Regions from separate parts of the Salmo salar genome. Here region 2 is linked to region 1. Evidence: chromatin contacts called from public Hi-C data. All regions are on one chromosome and are shown on one strand. Each heading gives the region's core, a stretch centred on a gene start, on an enhancer-like site or on the middle of the called end of the contact. The rest is flanking DNA. Distances are from core to core; before and after follow the strand shown. Region 1 holds the start of dhx8 (DEAH (Asp-Glu-Ala-His) box polypeptide 8). Region 2 holds the start of LOC106579326 (ORM1-like protein 3).

Region 1 (6,538 bases), core at 254-2,753:
GATTTTTTATGGAATATCTACATAGACGTACAGAGGCCCATTATCAGCAACCATCACTCCTGTGTTCCAATGGCAAAATGGTTTTCTAATGATCAATTAGCCTTTTAAAAATGATAAACTTGGATTAGCTAACAACGTGCCATTGGAACACAGGAGTGATGGTTGCTGATAATGGGCCGCTGTACGCCTATGTAGATATTCCATTAAAAATCCGCTGTTTCCAGGTACAATAGTCATTTACAACATTAACAAGGTTTACACTGAATTTCTGATCAATTTGATGTTATTTTAATGGACAATTTTTAGCTTTTCTTTCAAAAACAAGGACATTTCTAAGTGGCCCCAAACTTTTGAACGGTAGTGTATATCATTTGTATGGCAGAAGTATATCATGAGTAAGCATATTATTTGTATCTATATCTTATTACTTGCAAACTTTGCCATGAAATGAGCAGCAGCTGTACAGAACCATCACTAGACCGGCACAGATGGCACATTCCTTACTTGCTAGATGCGCAATTAAAGGGCCAGATGCTCAATTAAAGTGGAATTACAAACAAAAATCTGACCTAAAACATTACTTAAGCATTGATATGGACTCAGAACATTCAATGTTCTTGATTCTCAATTGTACTTCTGAGATTTAAATAAAAAAAACGAATCGCAGATTTTGTAGAGTTGTTTATTAACCATTCATTTACCAGGTATATTGACAGAAAACATAGTGCACTACCTTCTCTTGTATACTAAGGACCAGGGGAGAGAAGAATGTGTCGATTTGAAAGCTGGAGAAAAAAATGAGTACCTCTCATTGTTGAAAAGGTTGGAGACCCCTGCTCTAGATAGCTACAGTACTGTTGTATCGCAGTAGATAGGACGTCTGTACTTACTGTGAATTCTGCTCCATTTTTCAGCAGAAGTGATTTGAAGCCATCAAACGTTGGTTGCTTTTCAGCAAGGCTGATGACAAACTCAGCTGTAAACCAGCAAAGAAAATAACCACATTAGCCAAGTAACGTTAACTAGTCCTAAACATTTCGAGTGTAGCTTTGATTTGCTCGCTAAGATGGCTACTATAGCATGTCAGCTAGGGGCAGCGAGAAAGTTCGCATCGTTGTTAGTAACGTTAGCTGACTAAACTCAACTCCACGGTTTACTAGTTAGTTAGTTAACTTAGCTACGCTGGTGAAATCATTAGCTAGTTTAATAGCTAGCTGGTTTACCCGGGCAGATAACAACCTGACTGGACAGATGATCTCGAGTTGCTGCTAGCTAACGCGTGTAGCTAACGCATGTATTGCCAACAAACACATTTTATATTGAAAGTTCACTTTCAGTTTTACATACCTAGATCTTTATCACTTATCCCCAAATGGTTGTCGAGTTCTGTGCACACTTTGGATACCAACGAGAGGTATTCCAGTTGTTCTAGCTCGTTATCGCCGATGTGTGACATTATCCAAGAGACTGTTTTGTGTTCAGAAGAAAACAGCAAGCATTCATTTTTTTTGGTAAGTGTCTCGTCAGCAACACTAAAAAAGTACTTCCGGGTCACTGACGTTTGGAATGTGCCAAATAAAAGTCCCCAATACTTCTCTGAACATGAACAATTATTCATATTTGCTCATATTTAAGTGACATTTGATTTAAATGGGGGTTTTAAAACATGCCCCAAGGTCAAATAAATGCCTCCAATGCAAATAACTGTGCATGAAATATAATAATATATTGTATTCCCTACAAACCTTTTACATAGCCACCTAGAATAGTTTTTGCTCTATTAGGCAAAATGTATTCCATGATTTGGTGGAGTAAAAAGCCAGCAACACTCCATTCAGTGCCCCATGAAATGACACCATAGATGGATTCTACAGACCCTACTGAGTATTCCCTACAATACTTTTATTGCGGCACCTATAATCGTTTTTTAAATGATTATAAGCCCATATGTAATGCATATACAATGATTTGCATTGTACCATATTGTCCAGGCACCCCACTGTAAGCTGTTAGACCACAGTAAAAGTCCTGCAACACTTCCTATGACTTAACTTTTTGTTCAAACTCTTGTATTCTAGGGACTTTAGTGAGTAGACTGGACTCTGGTATTATGGACAAAAAATCTATTGTTTTTCCTGTACAGTGCAAGTTGTTTGTGCAATACAACCAAAATACAATTCTCTTTAATTTACATTTTCCCCCCATGTAGTTATAATTTTTAAAACATAATTTTAACATTATCCTCTGTGCAAAGCTGCAAAAAAGATCGATTTTGTATCATATGCATAGCCTTTTACCGTGGACTTTTATTTTGAAGGCAAAATCCGATAACCAGAAGTCTTAGTGTGGATAGCTGGTGCTGCTGCCAAGCGGCTGTTACTTTTTTTGATGATGGAGTATGACACCATTTCCGATTCTGCCGGAAATGACTATGTGAAGTGTAGTTCTTCAATTTTGTCGCCTGGTGGTGGTAAAACCATTCCCGAGCTGACAGGTAACATTGTCTCCAAGGCTGCGTGCCGCCCCCAAGACCAGAACCAATCGCATGCAAGGAACAACGAGCCATCGAGCCAAGTTCAAATCCAGAAAGCTGAAGCATAGAGTAAAACATGTAATATAGCTAGCATCTTTAAAATTAAGTCAACTTTATACTGATATTACACTGATTGCTTGTTTGCTAGCTTGCTAGCAGAGCTGCAAAGCAAGATCACTTGCCTAGCTAGTCTTGTGAGCTAGCAGTTAGCTAGCTAGTCTTGTTAGTTAGCTACTGTAGCTAGCAAGCTAGCTAGTTATTTTTGCTGGTTGTGAGCTTGCATAACTGATATGTGTATAATTATAATGTGCACTCCCTGTTTTATGGGTAATATTTACATTTACAGAACTCCATTCCTGGCAGGCTAATTAGATTAGCTTTCAGCATCAGAGCTTGAGCAAACTCAATAGCAGCTTTAGAGGCTGATAAGTCACAATGCTGCCTTGTAGGCTGTTTCATGGGAAAAGCTCCTTGCAGGCATATTAGCCGTTAAAGTGCCTTATAGGCTGATGCCTATGATCCAGTGGGTAAGCTCTATGCCTGCCAGGCTGATCAGATGCAATAGCAGCCTGAGAGACTCATAAGTTAGGATGCTGCCTTGTTGGCTGTTTCATGAGCATATTTTTTGCCCATCATTCTGAATGGGGTCAGCACTGCTACCTGACCTTAATTGTAGTCATTCTTCAATTGGTGATTGGATGTACTACTTCAAATCAAATCAGATTTTATTTGTCACATACACATGGTTAGCAGATGTTATTGCGAGTGAAATGAAATGCATGTGCTTCTACTTCCAACAGTGCAGCAATATCAACAAGTTATCTAACAATTCCACAACTACCTTATACACACAAATCTAAGTAAAGGAATGGAATAAGATCTGCACGAAACAAAGAATCAAGATGTTTATCTGTCTCTCTGTGACCGCCAATAACATCACAACGAAGTTGACTACAAATACAAAGTTGCCAATGTCTTTTCAATTGCTAAACAAGCGAAGGATAAATTAAATGCTAAATGAATGCTTAAAATGGAAACAGAGATGACTGCATTAAAATATAAATAGCCTACAGTATAGGCTACACATACAGTAGGCCTATATAATTAAATATTATTGAAATCAACGACGCATGTGACATCAGTAAGGGATCATAGCTTTCACCTGGATTCACCTGATCAGTCTACGTCATGGAAAGGGCAGCTGTCCTTAATGTGTTGTACACTCAGTGCGTGTGCTATTTGCTACGCAAACTTTCTCTCTGCGTGGTGTTTTGGGAAACGTATGTATTTCATTGGCCGTTGTAGGAAAGACGCATCATTAAAACACTCTTAGGCCTAAGTGCCATTGCTATCGGGAAACCGGGCCTTGAGCAGTTTATTTTTAAGTGAACATTCCTGGCATGGTTTTTGACCATTATTTTTTATTAAACAAAATACAGACAATAACAACAATGACAAGACAACCCTATCTGACCACCTCTCTTCTAGAAGCATGAAATAAATCTGTACTAGAATCCTACAGTGCATTCGGAATGTATTCAGACCCCATGACTTTTTCCACATTTTATTAGATTACAGCCTTATTCTAAAGTGGATTAAATAAAAATCTACACACAATACCCCATAATGACAAAGTGAAAACAGGTTTTTAAAAATACAGAAATACCTTATTTACATAAGTATTCAGACCCTTTGCTATGAGACTCGAAATTGAGCTCAGGTGCATCCTGTTTCCATTGATCATCCTTGAGGTGTTTCTACAACTTGATTGGAGTCAACCTGTGGCAAATTCAATTGATTGGACATGATTTGGAAAGGCACACAGCTGTCTATATAAGGTCCCACAGTTGACAGTTCATGTCAGAGCAAAATCCAAGCCATGAGATTGAAGGAATTGTCTGTAGAGCTCCAAGACAGGATTCTGTCGAGCTACAGATCTGGGGAAGGGTACCAAACCATTTCTGCAGCATTGAAGGTCCCGAAGAACACAGTGGCCTCCATCATTCTTAAATGGAAGAAGTTTGGAACCACCAAGACTCTTCCTAGAGCTGGCCGCCCAGCCAAACTGAGCAATTGGGGGAGAAGGGCCTTGGTCAGTGAGGTGACCAAGAACCTGATGGTCACTCTAACAGAGCTACAGAGTTCCTCTGTGGAGATGAGAGAACCTTCCAGAACGACAACCAACTCTACAGCACTCCACAAATCAGGCCTTTATGGTAGATTGGCCAGACTGAACCACTCAGTAAAAGGCACATGACAGCCTACTTGGAGTTTGCCAAAAGGCATCTAAAGGACTCTCAGACCATGAGAAACAAGATTCTCTGGTCTGATGAAACCACGATTGAACTCATTATCCTGAATGCCAAGCGTCACATCTGGGGGAAACCTGGCACCATCCCTACGGTGAAGCATGGTGGTGGCAGCATCATGCTGTGGGGATGTTTTTCCATCGGCAGGGATTGGGAGACTAATCAGGATTGAGGGAAAGAAGAAAGAAACAAAGTACAGAGAGATCCTTGATGAAAACCTGCTCCAGAGTGCTCAGGACCTCAGACTGGGGCGAAGGTTCACCTTCCAAGAGGACAACGACCCTAAGCACACAGCCAAGACAATGCAGGAGTTGCTTCGGGACAAGTCTCTGAATGTCCTTGAGTGGCCCAGCCAGAGCCTTGACATGAACCCAATGGAACATCTCTGGAGAGATCCGGAAATAGCTGTGCAGCAACGCTCCCTATCCAACCTGACAGAGCTTGAGAGGATCTGCAGAGAAGAATGGGAGAAACTTCCCAAATACAGGTGTGCCAAGCTTCCAAAGGTGCTTCAACAAAGTATTGAGTAAAGGGTCTGAATACTTATGTAAACGTGATATTTCCTTTTTTTTTTTTTTTTAAATACATTTGCACACATTTCTGAAAACCTGTTTTTGCTTTATCATTATGGGGTACCGTGTGTAGATTGAGGGGGGAAACGATTTAATACATTTTAGAATAAGGCTGTAACGTAACAAAATGTGGAGAAAGTCAAGGGGTCTGAATACTTTCTGAATTCACCATGTCATTTTAAGACACAAAAACCTTTTATGTTATACTTTTGTTCTATTATATTAACAGTGAAATATAAAAAATAAGTGTCTTATGATAAAAAAAAAGGTTGTCAAATGAATTCCAAACTAACCGAACATAGTTCACATCTTAATCATATCTAATAACTCGTTCTTCCCATTCACAATTAGAGACATCAGATTTCCTCATCAACATCCTCCCTTAATCAACAGTTGACTAGACTAGACTGGTTCAAGTAAAATAAACGCTTTTAAGAAATGAAAACAAAATCTCCATATGCTTGAGTTGTAGGTAGACTGGACTCCTGTAGAAGTCCTTTAGAATTCTGGATCCCCAGGCTCAGGGCAGTAGAGGATCTCTAGCTTTGGGTATGGAGTGACTGAAGGGACAAAATGCACAGTTACACCCAGGAGGAGAGAAATGGGACACACAGATCATATACAGCAAAACCTCAATAATACTATATTGTCTTCTTTTCAAGAAAGACACAATATGCAAGTGTTTACTATGCATGCAGTCTGTCCATTCTAATCTTCATAAAGGCCATATAGGCAACTAAGACAAGAGGTTGAGAAGAGACAAACACAACAGCATAGAACAGAGCAGTGAGACATACAATAAATGGGGAGAGAGAATGGAAATAGATACCATAATCTGGTAAGGGACAGATTTAAATTTACTGGGGGGAGGGGCTGGTCAAACTAAAGGTATCATAAAGAAAATGTTCCCCCCTACCCAAAGGTACAAATATTTTCACATGACCCTCCCCTTGTACTGTAAAATCAATTAAACACCCTCCCCCTAATAGAATTAACTCTAAATAATGTTAACGACCACAAATAACAATAAGTGTAGCAACCCTGTGTTTGTAAATATGGATATCGACTTTGCAACTTCAGCATGCCTATGGGCCAGACGGATGAGGTAAAACTGCTAATTTCCT
Region 2 (6,405 bases), core at 2,306-4,805, 280 kb after region 1:
CAGTTTGAAGGAAGTCTTTAAGCCCATACCCATGCACTACAATCTATTATTGTTGAATATGCAATACTTTTTTCTTGAGCGGATGGTCCAGGGGCAGGAACATAATTACAAATCATTTGTAGACTGCAAATTGACCGCAAGAAGCCCAAACAGATATAAATGTTTGACTTAAACATAATCATTTCACATGTCTCTCTATTATGCGTGGGAATACTTGGGAACAGATTTCTTAAATTTAAATCACTTGGAGCTGATTTCCTGGTGTTTCTAGTCTTTTATGTCCTACAATTAAAATCTCAGAAAACTTGAGGGGACAAATAAAACCACCCAAGGGCCAGTTGGGGAAACCTGACTTAGAGTATACAATATGTATGCACAAATGTTTCCATGAACATGAATAGCCTAACCTGCTTTTCATCTTCTGCCCTAAGGGTCCCAAATGAAATATAAATACAACAGATTCACAAAGCTGGAATTAGCTTTTGGGGCCTGAGCATGTCTACTCTGCACTGTAGATTACAGACTGCAATGTGAACAGAAGTTTACTCTGGTTGAAATCAGAGCAAGGCAATCTAAATATGGAAATAATCCGATAAAATAAGTGTTGCTTAAACTTTCCAAACTCAGACTGAGTGGTCAGGGGGGCTAAATATAAACCCTGTGGTCCCTCCTGTATGACCACTGCAACAGTCAGAGCAACTCCCTAGCTAACCCTTTCTCTAGCAGTCTGTCCTTTCTTATGAGAGAAAGAGAGGATGAGCCTTGTGAGGACAAGATGCTAAAGAAATGTAGAGTTATAATTCTAGAGGGCATCCATAACTGAGTGACATAACTTCCAAAATGTCTTCCTGGGTGCAAAATGTCTGAGTCTCACTTTTCTCAGGACCAAACTGCTCAGAGGTTTCTCCTCTCCACATTGTAACTCAATCTCAATACATCTCATACTCCTCAAAGGCGTCACTTGCAGTGTTCTCTGTGAATGAAATAAAATGGACATAAAGGGAACCACAAATAAACACCACAGCACCGCTTCAATAGGACCACATAGGAGCTCGGACCCAGCCGAGCCATGTAAGTCAATTCTGTGTTGTTTATCGCCCTTAGGTTTCATTTATCAGAGTGCTCAATAGCCCTGTGAGCCAGAGAGGGGCCATGGATCCCTATGGGCTGGGGGCCAATGCGGCGGGGCCTGATACTCTGTGTTTACAGTCCACAGGGAGATGGAGGAATGGCGGTGTCCTCTTCCGCACCATCAGTACTTGTTAATGCCAAAGATCCGAACTCCGTGAAGCTGGGGGAGCTTGGGAATGAGCACGGTCATCAGGGAGACCGTGTTGACCACAAAGTGGGCCCGGTCATACTTGGTGTAGAAGCTGGTGAGGATATAGCTAGGGGGAGAGGGGAATAGTATGAGGAAGAGAAAGAAAGGGTAGGTCAGAGAAAGACTGGAGCTGGGTGAAGGAGGTCATTTAAAAAAGGTATTGTCTGGACAACTACAGGTATCTGTTTTTTTGGTCGACAGTTACGTCTTTCCAATTCACAATGCCACATGTGAACATGTCAACTGTTGTGGAGGACTTTTGAAGATCAAAGTGACAAGGACTAAAATAAAAATTTAATGTAAAATGTAAGAGGACGTATCTGCAAATAGATCCATCATGGTTCATTGACCAAGCATTAGTGACAAACCATCTGTCAGCAGTGTCTCTAAATAGAGCCTTCCGCTGACAGCAGGCACCACAGCAGCCCAGACTCCCCACTGCCCAAAGACTGGCTGGACAAGGCTGCTGAAGTCATTAACAAGGACAGTGAGAAAAAAAAACGTACGTAAAAATATAGGCTAATGCTTCACTTCACAGTCCTATCACTACAAAAATACCATTGCAACACGTTGCATTAAATTATACTTTATAAAGGACTATTAGTAGTAAATAGACTATTATTTTATAAATAGTCTATAAAGCATAAGGTAGTGTCGATGTCCTTACAGGACGATAGGAGTGATGGTGAGGAACTTGCGTGAGGCAGTGAACTGTACACCATAGTCCATCTGCTCCCAGTATGTGTAGAAGCGAGCCTTGCTCTGGTCCGGAGTCTCAAACGGGGTTCCTTTCACCAAGTGTAACAACAGGTACATGCACTGCAACACACACACCACAGAATAGTCAGTCAGGAAAGCTGTTATATAAAACATTGTACGGGCAAAAGTGATACTGTGAAATTGTCAGCAGCCTAGAACCGCAAATCGATTTAGTTTGGAAAAGGATGTGGAAGCTGATCTGTTCTGTGACTTTTTATAGCAATGAAAATGCCACAAAAAGAGACAAACGTTCCAGACTGCCCCATGGCCTATTGCTTTTATTCACTGTCACTCAGCACACTCCTAGTGACAGTGCAGACTGCAGAGTAGTTTGCTTATGGAGACTACCATTGTGTGCAATAACAGTGACTGGACCATCCACCTACAGTACTTATGTTATACAGTCGGTGAGATGCACTGGTGCCCCAAGGCATAGCCTACTAAGGTGCCTACTACCCACCAGGTTGTGTATGAGGTTGGTGAGGGTCCAGACCACGGGCACACTGGCGAAGGGGATGCTGAGCAGGATGACATGCAGCAGGCCGATGCCCAGGAGGTAGGAGAGCCAGATGCCCCGGCTGTTCATTACCCGCGTGTTGGGGTTCACCTCGCTGTGTGCCGTGCCCACGTTCATGATGTCACGTTACCACGCTCCTCGTCTGCTCGGGGTCAACACTGAGTGGTGGGAACAGAAGGGTGTGTGTAATTCCTTAGGTATGCCAGCAATTACAAATGATGCAAGCAATGCGACTAAGCTACAGCTTGACTATTCCATCCATGCACTGTTCATTATTAGACCCTATTGGGAGGGGGTGGAGTCCCGAGATAGGCTAAATTTAGTTGGAATGTGGTGCTGAACTAGGTTTTGTGTAACTTTGGGGAGGGGGAGTCTTGCAGAAATGTAGCAGAAAATAGATTCGTTTTGGTCACACAGTATACAAAATGGGATACTCTTTAAGCACCAAAAATAGTAATTAAATAGCTATGAGAATTACAACACAGTCATGACCCAGCATGTAGTGCAGGCTGATTCAACTCACATTCTTTCAATTCTTCTAGAACTTTCCATTATTCAATTGAAATATGACATTATGATCTACGATATTGCATCATGCACTAGGACTACTGTATTCCAATATCAATAATAAGTAAATAAAGTAGCCAAATCAAACAAGATAATACTTACAGGAGAAAATGGCTTCAATCGCACTTTCAGCTTCAGTCCGTTATATCGCTGTTTTCCTCTTATTCACTATCGCCTTCTCTGGTTAGGTAATTGGCATCAATAGGTCAGACTGCCATATCGTTTCGACTAGTCATTCTTTCAAATACCTTCGTATTGCTTTCTTATGCAATGTTATTCAAGTATCCTTCAGTTTATAGTCCGATATTCAGGCTAAACAGTTCCACTTCCACTCCCAGCCAGCAATTCATGTAGAACGTCATCATTTTCAGAGCTCCACATTTGGATGTTGTTTTATTTTTTTTATCGCACTTAGCACTGATTGGTGTATTTACATCACATGGGTAAAATTGACCAATTCAAATGGAATGCGTTGAAACGTTGGGGAAACGCCCCCCTGCAACGTCACAGGAACAGGAGGGCGAGGGCGAGGGCACTTTTCATGGGTGCTGAACAGCACATTTTGAAAATAAGTGTTACATTTCAAGCATTATAAATTACTATTATCAGTCGGTCAACCTTTGATATCAAAACGAATGGTAGAGCTTGATTTTTACTGTACAAAAATCATCAAGTATTCACTGATAAATTACATAGTAAATGATCATTACACAGTAATAACCATTTCATATATTGTTTTTTATGTATTATTTCTTACATTGTTAGCCCAGAAAATCTTAAGTGTTATTACATAGTCAGGACTTTTTTTACAAGCATTTCGCTACACCACAAGCATTTCCTTAAACTTAATTAGCATCTTCAGTGCCCGGGGAACAGTGGATTAATTGCCTTGCTCAAGGGCAGAACGACAGATTTTTACCTCTGCTAACCATGTGTATGTGACCAATAAAATTTGATTTGATTTTGATTTGGTAAGCTACCAAGATAGTTACCAATTGAGTTAAATTCTTTGATGTAAGAAAAGTAGGCCTACCTAGCATGTCACCAAGTACACTACATGACCAATAGTATGTGGACACCTGGTCGTTGAACATCTCATTCCAAAATCATGGGCATTAATATGGAGTTGGTCCCTCCTTTGCTGCTATAACAGCCTCCACTATTCTAGGAAGGCTTTCCACCAAGATGTTGGAACATTGCTGTGGGGACTTGCTTCCAGTCAGCCACAAGATCATTAGTGAGGTTGGGCATCCCAAAGGTGTTTGATGAGGTCAGGGCTCTGTGCAGGACAGTCAAGTTCTTCCACACCAATCATGACAAACAATTTCTGTATGGACCTCACTTTGTGCACGGGGGCATTTTCATGCTGAAACAGGAAAGGACCTTGCCCAAACTGTTGCCACAAAATTGGAAGCACAGAATCGTCTAAAATGTAATTGTATTCTGTAGCGTTACCATTTCCCTTCACTGGAACTAAGGGGCCTAGTCCGAACCATGAAAAACAGCCCCAGACCATTATTCCTCCTCCACCAAACTTCACAGTTGGCACTATGCATTGGAGAAGATAGCGTTCTCCTGGCATCCGCCAAACCCAGATTAGTCCGTCGGACTGCCAGATGGTGAAGCGTGATTCATCACTCCAGAGAACGCGTTTCCACTGCTCCAGATTTCAATGGTGGCAAGCTTTACACCACTCCAGCCGATCTTGGCATTGTGCATTGTGATCTTAGGCTTGTTTGCAGCTGCTCGGCCATGAAAACCCATTTCATGAAGCGCTCGATGAACAGTTCTTGTGCTGACGTTGCTTCCAGAGGCAGTTTGGAAGTAGGTAGTGAGTGTTGCAACCGAGGACAGACGATTTTTATGCACTATGCGCTTCAGCACTCAGCGGTCCCGCTCTGTGAGCTTGTGTGGCCTACCACTTTGCAGCTGTTGCTCAGAGACGTTTCAACTTCACAATAACAGCACTTACAGTTGACCGGGGAAGCTCTAGTAGGGCAGAAATTCGACAGACGTGTTGGAAAGGTGGCATCCTATGATGGTAAGTCACTGAGCTCTTCAGTAGGCCATTCTACTGCCAATGTTTGTCTATGGAGATTGCATGGCTGTGTGCTCGAGTTTATACACCTGTCAGCAATGGGTGTGGCTGAAATAGCCAAATCCACTAGTTTGAAGGGGTGTCCACATACTTTTGTATATAAAGTGTATAATATGTAGCCTACATGTGTAACTCCCTTTTCATATTGATATTAAATAGATAGATCAATACTAATGGAAAAAGTAGGCCAACGATAAAATAAAGTGCTACAAAATAGATATTTTTGCCAAATTTGCACCATTTGATCAAAACAAATAGTCTAGCTCTTTAGAGAACTCTGGCATCCTTTCAATCATAATTTGATATTTGTGCACAAAAGAAGGCCATTGACTCCTATATGTGGTGGGACAGTGGAGGCTCCTCTAGGCTAGAAGCAGTGAGAATGATTGACGAGATTTGATGCCTGAGACTCCCAAATCAAAGAAGATCAAGAGTGTCATGTTCTAGATCCCCAGCTAAGTCCAAACACTAATTTAGGGAACACCGTTCCCTAAAGCTGAGGGGGTCAGCTATGTTCCATTTAACTGGGTGGTTATGTGATACCCACTGTTTTCTAAGGATACCCCAGAATTGAGTGGCATTAAACAGGTTTGGCCAGCTGACAAGGTATTATCTCATGGTCATAGCTCTGGGTGGTGTGTTAGAGATGTAAACTTAGATCTACCGTCACATGCATATTACAGAACAAGGCTCTGAGATCACAGCTGGCATTTGAAACAATGAGAAAAACCATAACACCGCTGTCAAGTCATGGCCATATCAAGTCCTATCAAGTCATGGCCATATCATAATATCTATACTTTTGTCATGGTTATCAAAGCTAAGTAAATTATAATATATATTTTGGGGGGTACTTTTTATCCCCTTTTTGTGATATCCAATTGGTAGTTAAAGTCTTGTCCCATCGCTGCGACTCCCGTACGGACTCGGGAGAGGCAAATGTCAAGGGCCATGCGTCAACTGACACAGTGCTCGCTTAACCCGGGAGCCAGCTGCACAACTGGCAACAGTATTCAGCTTGCAGGTGCCCAGCCCACCACAAGGAGTCATTAGAGCACGATGGGACAAGGACATTATTTACTGCTGCTCTTTAATTATTTGTTATTCTTATCTCTTACTTTTTTGGGGGGTATTTTCTTGATT

What was found. A called contact is a pair of places that touch in the nucleus more often than the background predicts.
Region 2: a Hi-C map of gill shows a contact between it and region 1, with 6 times the contacts expected there. The contact joins the promoter of LOC106579326 here to the promoter of dhx8 in region 1. A contact is called at or near these places in 3 of 3 Hi-C or Micro-C datasets (blood, gill and muscle).

What each region holds. Positions count from the first base shown.
Region 1 is chrssa19:53,840,176-53,846,713 of Ssal_v3.1, forward strand. dhx8 (DEAH (Asp-Glu-Ala-His) box polypeptide 8) reads right to left here and starts at 1,504. Exons shown (of 7, transcript NM_001140689.1): 1 at 1,496-1,504; 2 at 1,348-1,494; 3 at 891-976. The coding sequence starts at 1,499.
Region 2 is chrssa19:54,113,935-54,120,339 of Ssal_v3.1, forward strand. It overlaps LOC106579326 (ORM1-like protein 3), which reads right to left and starts at 3,556. Exons shown (of 4, transcript XM_014159146.2): 1 at 3,267-3,556; 2 at 2,541-2,755; 3 at 1,989-2,140; 4 at 1-1,388. The coding sequence starts at 2,714. The coding sequence ends at 1,253.